2 separate regions of the Mus musculus genome follow, and region 1 is linked to region 2. Evidence: chromatin contacts called from public Hi-C data. All regions are on one chromosome and are shown on one strand. Each heading gives the region's core, a stretch centred on a gene start, on an enhancer-like site or on the middle of the called end of the contact. The rest is flanking DNA. Distances are from core to core; before and after follow the strand shown. Region 1 holds the start of Glul (glutamate-ammonia ligase (glutamine synthetase)). Region 2 holds the start of Odr4 (odr4 GPCR localization factor homolog).

What was found. A called contact is a pair of places that touch in the nucleus more often than the background predicts.
Region 1: a Hi-C map of CD8 T cells shows a contact between it and region 2, with 4 times the contacts expected there. The contact joins the promoter of Glul here to the promoter of Odr4 in region 2. A contact is called at or near these places in 3 of 484 Hi-C or Micro-C datasets (CD4 T cells and CD8 T cells).

What each region holds. Positions count from the first base shown.
Region 1 is chr1:153,898,067-153,902,340 of GRCm38.p6, reverse strand. It overlaps Glul (glutamate-ammonia ligase (glutamine synthetase)), which reads right to left and starts at 2,412. Exons shown (of 7, transcript NM_008131.4): 1 at 2,282-2,412. It overlaps Gm38440 (a long non-coding RNA gene), which reads left to right and starts at 2,565. Exons shown (of 2, transcript XR_387481.3): 1 at 2,565-2,746; 2 at 3,591-4,274. It overlaps Mir8114 (microRNA 8114), which reads right to left and starts at 2,415; the gene lies at 2,305-2,415.
Region 2 is chr1:150,391,322-150,395,764 of GRCm38.p6, reverse strand. It overlaps Odr4 (odr4 GPCR localization factor homolog), which reads left to right and starts at 2,710. Exons shown (of 14, transcript NM_145511.2): 1 at 2,710-3,075. Tpr (translocated promoter region, nuclear basket protein) reads right to left here and starts at 2,927. Exons shown (of 52, transcript NM_133780.3): 1 at 2,752-2,927; 2 at 2,107-2,409; 3 at 462-566. The coding sequence starts at 2,821.

The DNA of each region.
Region 1 (4,274 bases), core at 1,163-3,662, 3.5 Mb before region 2:
TCTACTTATTTGAGACAAAGTCTCATTGTGGAGCCCTGGAACTTATGCCGACCAGGCTAGCCTCAGAATCAAATTAGATCTGCCCCTCTCAGCATCCTGAACGCTAGAATTAAAGGTGTATGCCACCACCATCTTTAGATTACACAATGAAATACTAGGGCTAGCTGTAAGACTTTAAAGGCTAACATATTCCTGGGAGAAAGAAAGGACCTGTATTATCTGCCACCACTAAGGTGGTAAAAAGTAAAGCCATACTCCAAGGAGCACACTGCTGACTGGTTTTTTGGTTTTTTTTTTTTTTTTTTGAGACAGAGAAATCTCAACAAGCCCTCTCTCTGTCCTAGTAATTACTTACTCATTATTTACACCAAGCTTTCCTCAAAATCAGAGGATCTACCAGTCTCTGCCTCCTGAGAGCTGGGATTAAAGGTATGCCCCCTCCACACCAGGCCTCAACTGCTGACTTCATTACTGTGGTGAAAAGCCTTACTCCAGAGACAGATTTCAATGTGAAAATTAACAGTATTTGACGATCCCACCGGATAATATTTTCTGGTACGTAGAAAAATCCCACTTCTAAGTTTACAAGCCACAGGAGTCGGGGCAAGATCTTCGATGAATGTGAGGCTACAAAAAACCAGCCTCAAAACACAAGAGGAAATGCCCCCCTCCCTCCCTAATCTCCCCGGATAGCTGGAGAGGGAACATATTGTTCTCCTCCAATGACTTGGGCAACTTTCTGAAGTACAGTGGCAAAGTTTCTATGGGCAACCGTCCATGTTTGCCCAAGTGAAAACAACTGCCTCTCCCTCCAAAAGCCTCACCCTTCCCCCGGGGAACAGATGAGCCTCTGCTGTCAAGTCCGATGCAGAACCAAAGCCTCTGCCTACACCACTTAGAGGCCCGGATTGTAATTCTAGATGGCTTCAATTTACACCACTCATCAGCTTTCCTCCTCTGCCGTGCCCCCCGCCCCCCACACACACACATCCAGCATTAATGAACTGTTAGGGGAACCTGAGTTCCTCCTCTGGCCCTGGTTCCCTGAGACCAGCTGGGTGCCAGCAGCCTAGTGTACATAGATAGCACCAACTGGTGTCCCTGTAGTGCAAAGTGGAATGGGTTCTTAAAATTCTGAGTAGTTTCTGCGGGTTGCCAGATGCACCCGGGGTCCTTCGCCCTGACTTTTACTCACCCCAGCCAATGAGAATCAAATGCACTGGGGTTGTACTCTCTAGACCTCCTCTTTTTAGAGCAGTGTTCATGCCTCTCCTCGTTCTCGATTTCTCGCTGGTCTAAGCAACGGAGCTTTTTGGGCGAGGGCGATGGAGTGGGGGACCCAGACCGTTCGGAGGGGGAGGTGCTGGAATAAGACGGGTGCGATTTAATCTTAACCCTCGACTTCTCCCCGGAGTTCACAGAGTAGGCAACGAAGCCTAAAGTATTAGAAGGGGACTCTGAGGACCGAGAATCTCCATCTTCTACGTCTTCAATGGTTGGTTTCTTTGAGTATTTGCGGCTGGGGGAGGATCCCCGCTTCCCGCCCCCGGAGGAGTTGGGGCAATCCACTTTGAAAGCAGCCTTCCCACTAAAATGTCCGGAAAGTCGGTGCCGCGACCCTCGGGCCCGCGTAGATCTCAAGGCCTCTCCCAGGGGGCCATACCCCGGCGAGGGTAGAGGCCGGGTGGCGAGAGTGGGGCGACCGCGGGAGGCACAGCGCGCCGCTGCTGCCTCCGCTTGGCGCGGCCTCTCCACTGCGGAGCCCGCCGGCCACTCCGGGGCTCCGGCTCTCCATTGTTCGGTCATATGGTAAAGGCCTAGGACACGGCGTTGGGAGCTGGGGAGTGGTGCCATCAACGCTTAGGACCACCATCCTCAACCAGACCACCCACAGCGTGACGACGCCCCCCAAATGCGCCGCCAGGAAGAGAGGATCAAGGCGCCTGCGCCCACCTAAGGCAAGAACCCTCTCCCGCTGGGACCACCGGAAAGCCCCCATCTCAGCGTGAACCCCAGCCAACGGCGCCTGCCTCCCGGGGCGGCGCCTCCGGCCGCAAGTATAGAACAGATCAAAACAACCCGCAACCCCGCCCTTCCCGGAGCTTGGCTCACAGCGCGTCCTAGGAACACCAAGCAGAGCCGGCCCGGGCCGCACGCTGCAAACACGCGGGAGGCACGAGCGCTGCATCCCGCTCCGTACAGCAGCTGACTGGAGCTGGGAAGTAGAGTGCGACCCCACAGCCCGGGCGGCCGTACATTCCTGGACCCTCCGTGCGCTTACCAGAGCGGTGGCCGGCCGGATGATGGATGGGTGAACAGGTCAGGAGAGCGAGGCGGAGAGGAGATGGGTGAGCGTGCTGTTCAGACACTCTGCTCTACTCCCATTCTCCGCTCTGCAGGGTCGCTGGCTGCTCGGTACTTTTTATTGACAGCTTGTGCCCGCCCCCAGTCGCCTTGATTGGCTGACCTAGGCCAGGAAACCCGCGCCCATCAGCTGCTGCGCGCCGGGGCCCTGAGGCCATTGGCCGAGGAACTGTGCGGGAGCCTCAGGGTGGGGCGAGCGAGACCCAGAAGAAAGAAAGAGAAAGGGGAGTGGGGGAGGGGAGGCAGCGGCGGCTGGAGGAGGGCCAGGGCCGAAGGTGCAGGATGCATTTGCAGCTTGCGTTCTTAAGCGACCTCTGGACCCTCGGACCCAGGCTGAGGCTTCCTCAGAGTCATTTGGCCTCGGCTCTTTGCTTCCTTAACGGTACAGAGGTTTTCGAGGAGATCTGTCACTGAAAATCCAGAACCCCAGAAGAGAATTTTACCCTTTGTTTGTTGAGCGAGCCTGGGGACGGGTTGGGCTGGGGAGAGGCAGGGAGCCCTGATCAGGCGCGGGGAGAGAGAGAGAGAAACACGATTCCCAGAACCTGGAGGACCCTATCTTCCTGGTTTCCTGAGTGGATTTGGGGGAAGTGGTCAGACTGTGATTTCACGGTTTAAACACAAGTGTGATGTTTCTATAAAGAGGATTCTGGACGTCCATAGTCTATTTGATGTTGCCTTGTGTGTGTGTGTTCCCGTCTCTCAGCCTTTCCTTGGATCTGCAAAATAAAGCAGATGGAAGGACTTTCAGAGCAGTTGACCGGGAAAGCAGGGTGGCAACATGCCTTTAATCCTAGCACTCAGGAGGGAAAGCGGGGGTGGCACACGCCTTTAATCCTAGCACTCAGGAGGCAGAGGCGGGTGGGTCTCCTGAGTTCGAGGCCAGTCTTCTCTACAGAGGGAATTCCAGGACAACCAGGGTTTCACAGAGAAAACAAACAAAAAAGCAAGAGGGGTGGGGGGAACCCCTGGCTTTGCTTCCCAAGTTGTTTTTAACTGTGTGTGTGTGTTGGGGGAGAGGGAATGAGAGTTTTCTCTTTCCTTTCTTAACCCTGCAGTGATGGCTGAGATAGTGTGTGAATACTGTAGTGAGACAAGCTGAAAATGTGCACAGAATTTACCTGTAAAAAAATAGACGTGGCCCATATATTGTTATTAATGCTATGCTCTGAGCAGTCTCTTTCTAGTACATGAAATCCACCTCATGGCTGGGCTTTATCTTTCAGGACTTCTGGCATTCGAGATGAAGTTTTCTCTCTAGATGCCAGAAACCCACGCTCTCAGTGCCTTTGGAAGAGGAAGGGATGAAGTTTGTGCTTCTGCTTCTGTGTATGCACCACAAATATGAAAAAGAAAGGTTGCCTGTGACCCCACACACATAGCTCGGCCTGTTAGGTCAACCTCTGTCAATTTCCCCTGAGTGTGTCTGACACAGTGGCTCACAGAAGCAGCATGCCCCACAGGTGGGGATTTGAATAGGCTTTGGACCAGAAAGGCACCTTGCAAATTCTGTGTCCTAGTCAGTACTGTGTGAAGCGTTTTACCATGAGGTTGTTCAACAGCGGGGCTTCACGTCGGGCAAACCCAAGTTCATTCTGAGTAGTAGCCAAATTAGTAGCCACACAAGCTCTGTCTTAGCATTTGTAGCGGGGATGACAGTGGGACCTGGAACATGAGGAGTGTTAGGAAGACGATGTCATCTCATAGGTCAATATAATCTGAAGAGACTGAGTCGTTTCTTTCCATGATTACTCTGTGTGTGCATGCATGTATGCACACATGCACGTGTGTGTTATACACTGCATCCATATGTGTAGAGGTCAGAGGATGACTTTAGGTGTCTTCTATCACCCTCTACTTTTTTTTTTTTTTTTTGAGACAGGGTCTGACATTGAACTTGTAACTGCAAC
Region 2 (4,443 bases), core at 1,461-3,960:
TAAACCAGGCTGGCCTTGAACTCAGAAACTTGCCTGCCTCTGCCTCCCAAGTGCTGGAATTAAAGGCGTGTGCCACTACTGCCTGGCTGTTTCTTTTTTTTCTTAATAATCCTACTTTACTTATAATTTACTTCCTGTCAGCTGGTTGCTTGCTCTGCCTGTTTACAATACTCATGCAGAAAGTTTCCCACATTAAAAGTGCGTGCCATGGCTGAGCCACACTAGAACTAAAAACAGGTTTTTCCAGTAAACAACACAATTTTGGAGTCCATAGTGTGATCAGTCTGCCTCTAGGCCTGAAGGCAGGAGAGCTAGGTGATTCTTACCTTGTTTGTATCCCTGCTTAGGGCTTTGCTACCTGGAAAGTCTGTTTCCAGGAGGGGCAGCTCCCTGCAAGTGTGATTTTCAAAGGTGTAGCTGGGCATCCAAGAACAGTTATAAAGATATAATCAAATACTTACTTAGCTTCTCAAGCTCCAGCCTCAAGTTCTGACACTCCCGGGTTTCAGTGACAAGCCTCTCCTGACTCTGTGAGAGCCTCTTCTCTATCTCAAAGTATTGTTGTTCTACAAAAGACAAGTCCACACACTATGAATAACATCATGCACACGTGCCCTTGAAAGCAGTATTAATACCACTGTTTATTTCTTCTAATACTGACTGCAAAACTTAAGATACACTATTGGAAATTTTAATCTTAATAAACAGATTAAAAACTGAAAAGGACTTTCCTGTTATTCTTAACTGGCATATAAAGACAACATTGACTAAAAGAGGGTTCATAAATTAATTTCATCTAGGCAGGCAAGGTTGTATTTTCTCCAGATCTCAGGAGATTATTAAACATTTAAATATAAGTTACCTAATAAATAAAAATACTTAATTAAAAAGTGCATTGTTTTAAAGGGGTTAATGTAAAAATAATTTAAATGATGCCTAAATTTCTGTAAAAATAAACATGCAGACTTCCCACAAAAAGGGACTGCATTTGTCTACTTCATCCCATTATTGGGACATATAAATTACTCAGTATTGACTGTGTGTAAATTAATTAACAGAATACAGTATATTATACAAACTTCTTAAGAGTCACAAAATAACTGGATATTTTTACTTATCAACGTTGCTTGATAACTACACTTTATTGAAGAAAAAAATTAAATTAGGTGGAAATTTCTAATCAATCTACCATACTATAGACCCCATTCCCTCAATTAATGATAAACCAAAACATGTGACAAAAAATTCTGTTTTTTCTTTCTTTTTTTTTTCGAGACAGGGTTTCTCTGTGTAGCCCTGGCTGTCCTGGAACTCACTCTGTAGACCAGGCTGGCCTTGAACTCAGAAATACGACTGCCTCTGCCTCCCAAGTGCTAGGATTAAAGGCGTGCGCCGCCACCACCGCCCGGCTCTGTTTTTTAAATAACTGTTTTCTTTCTCCCAAGAATATTTAAGCTATGTCTCTAATTTCCTTATACAAAAGCAACGACAAGAACGTACAAGCAGATATTTTTATTATATATTTCCTATCAAGTCTCAACGCTCTGGGAGAACCACCATATATTCATTTATCGCATTTCATTGCTCTTTCTAGTACCGTCCTTTTGTATACAAATTCCTCATCGCGACCATCTACTGCATTATTAGATCACAGGGTGCTATACACACTAAAACAAGGCACTAAAGGGGGGAAATGGGTAAAGGCTTATAAATCCAGTTTAAAAACAAACAAACTGGGGGGGGGGCGCTTAACTGTCATTTAAAGTACAGCAAAACAACATTAGATTAGGATTGCATAGTCCTAAAAATCTGGTGCAAACTGGGCCAAATTCTCCAGTTTCTGTCGGTGGGCCCATTGAGGAGTTTCCACAGAAGACTACGCTTAGTAAAAGGAAACCGAGGTAAACGAAGGTGGATTTAGATCGGGGAGGATCCCCCCGCCCCCCGATCTAAACCACACAGCGGGGAGAAGAGAGAAGGCCTCCGCTGCACATGGAGCCTGAGAAGCTGCTACCTGAACACCTCACCAGGGAGAAGAGGGCAGGCGTGCAAAGGAGGTCGGGCCCCAGCTCCAGACCGGAGCGCGAAGAGCGTCTCCACACTTACCACTCTCCACCTTAAATTTCTCGTGCCGCCCCTTCAGGCAGTCGATCTCGGACTGCTGCTCGGCCAGGAACTTCTCAAGTTTGTTCTGCGTCGACTTCGGCAGTTTGTTCAGTTCCGGGCGCTCCAGCACTTGCTGCAACACCGCCGCCATGTCGGCCGGGATCGCGGCAACAGCCGCAGCGGCTGAAGGAGAAGCCAAGGAGCAAGGAGAAGCGCGGAGCCCAGCCGCCGGAGCCGCCCCGTCCGCCGCCTCGCTCGCGGTCTCTCGCGCGCCTGCCCGCCTGAGACTCCCGCGGCGGGACCCTGGGAAAGAGAGTCCCGCGTTAGGTGCAGCCAGAGCCGCGCCGCCGCGCCCTCTCTGCGCACGCAGCCACCGGGAGCTAGGCACGCTGGGAAAGCGAGTTCACAGCAGCCTCGGCCCCAGTTTTTTGGGGATTTCACCGGTTTCCAGCCCCAGAGACTCTTGGGAAATGTAGTGTATTTCTCACCCGCTTACGCGCGCTCAGGCCGCACCTCTCGCCCCACTTCCTTCTTTCTCCCCGCCCCCGGCTCGCCTCCTATGGCTGTGACGAGTGCCCGCGCGGGGGCGCTACATAAGTACGCAGCCACCCTCGTCCTTATCCCGGAGGAGCAAGACGACCTTACCGTCAAAACCCCGGGATGTCATGGGTACTCCTCTGTGGCCACTTCTAGAAGCCGAGCCACCAGAGGTCATGGGTCACGGCAGGGTGTCTCGACAGGCTCTGGGCTACCGCCACGATCTTAACGGTGCCCCGAGAGGGGCGGGGTGCAGGCCTCCCTCGCTTGGGTAGAAGAGCTGCGGAGATGGGTGCGGGACGGCTTGCGTCATCAGTCTGCACCCGTTGGGGCCGCGACCCGCGTTTGGAGTAGGAAGTGTCTCTGCTGTCGCTTTCTGATGAGATCATTGGCTGTGGACGTGGGGACCTGAGTGGCACCTGGCCTTTGAAGGTAGCTACTTGTACCCTAACTCGAGTTCTCTCGCTGACAGAAAGCTCCAGGGATTTATTTGCCACATGTGCACATTCTGAGATCAAGTTAGTCGGCCAAGGAATATGTGTGCACCCGGGCACCACCAGCTTCCTTTTCGGGGAGAAAAGAAAGGATTTAGGGACCATATGGAACAGTCAGTCACTGGTGCACACTCAAGCCCTGTTCGGAGGAGATTAGCTTAGTGTCAAACCTGGTACCTACATGCTTTTGTGGGTGTGAGGTACCGAATGACTTAGTGCGAAATTAAAGTAGTCTGGTTAATATTTTAAACAGAAAAAAAATCAAATTTTGTTGTTTATGTAGTAAGATGACATTGCAGGCAAATGTCTGATGTTGACGTTTTTAATTTTAACATTTTTAGGACAGTTTTATTGAGACACTTGTCATTTTGCCACAGTAACAGAACTATGTCTGTTTCCCGAACACGACTCAGCAATATCAGCGTGTACTTCGTTTCATGGCTGGGTACTTTTCTGGAAGAATTTGTTGCCTTTTGATTGAAAATAAGGAGAGCACATGCCTGTGGTGTCAGCTACAGGGATTAAGAGGTGGGGGGGTTATCATTCCAGGACAGCCTGTGTTAGGAGTCAGGCTCTGTCTTAATGAAGGGGATGGGAGGGATTAAATTAGTAGGAGATTCATAACTGAATTCACAAGCTGAAGAAGAGGACAGGAGATGAGAACAGGAGATGTTCCTGCAATGATTCAATTGAAGGGCTGAGTATCATTGCCACCGCAAGCAAAACAGATTGAGAGAACTTAAATCCCACCTTTCACACTCACTACTTTAGTCATTTGGAGGAGTTATTTAACATTTCTTTTTGATTTCTTTATGTATAAAACGGAGACGACAATAATAGTACTTACCGTGCAGGAATTTGTATTAAATATCAATACATGTGAAGTCCTTAGAAAAATGTCCCGTGTAGAATTGAAGCAATATAGATAATTGTCATTGCAGACTGGTTACCTAAGTGGCTGTTATTAGGAGTTGTCTCATAGCAGCAATCACACATTTGTGCCTTCCCACCTTGCACAATTTGTAGAAAACAGTCGTTTTACAGTCACTATTGGGTAAACAAATTTGAGTCTCTCTCCTCTTAATGAACTAATCAGAAATTCAGCTTCCATATTTTAGAAACAAGAATATCGAAGTTCACCAATAAATTGTCATAGAGAATGCAGCTAAGGAGTAGATCTAAAATAAGAAATTAGATGTGTTGAATGGTATCCTTATTTCCTTATCCCAAGAGTGAGAAGTAACTTTGCTTTCTCATGGCAATTGGTAATTATATTTGTTATTGTTGTTTTGTTTTCTTCCTGTGT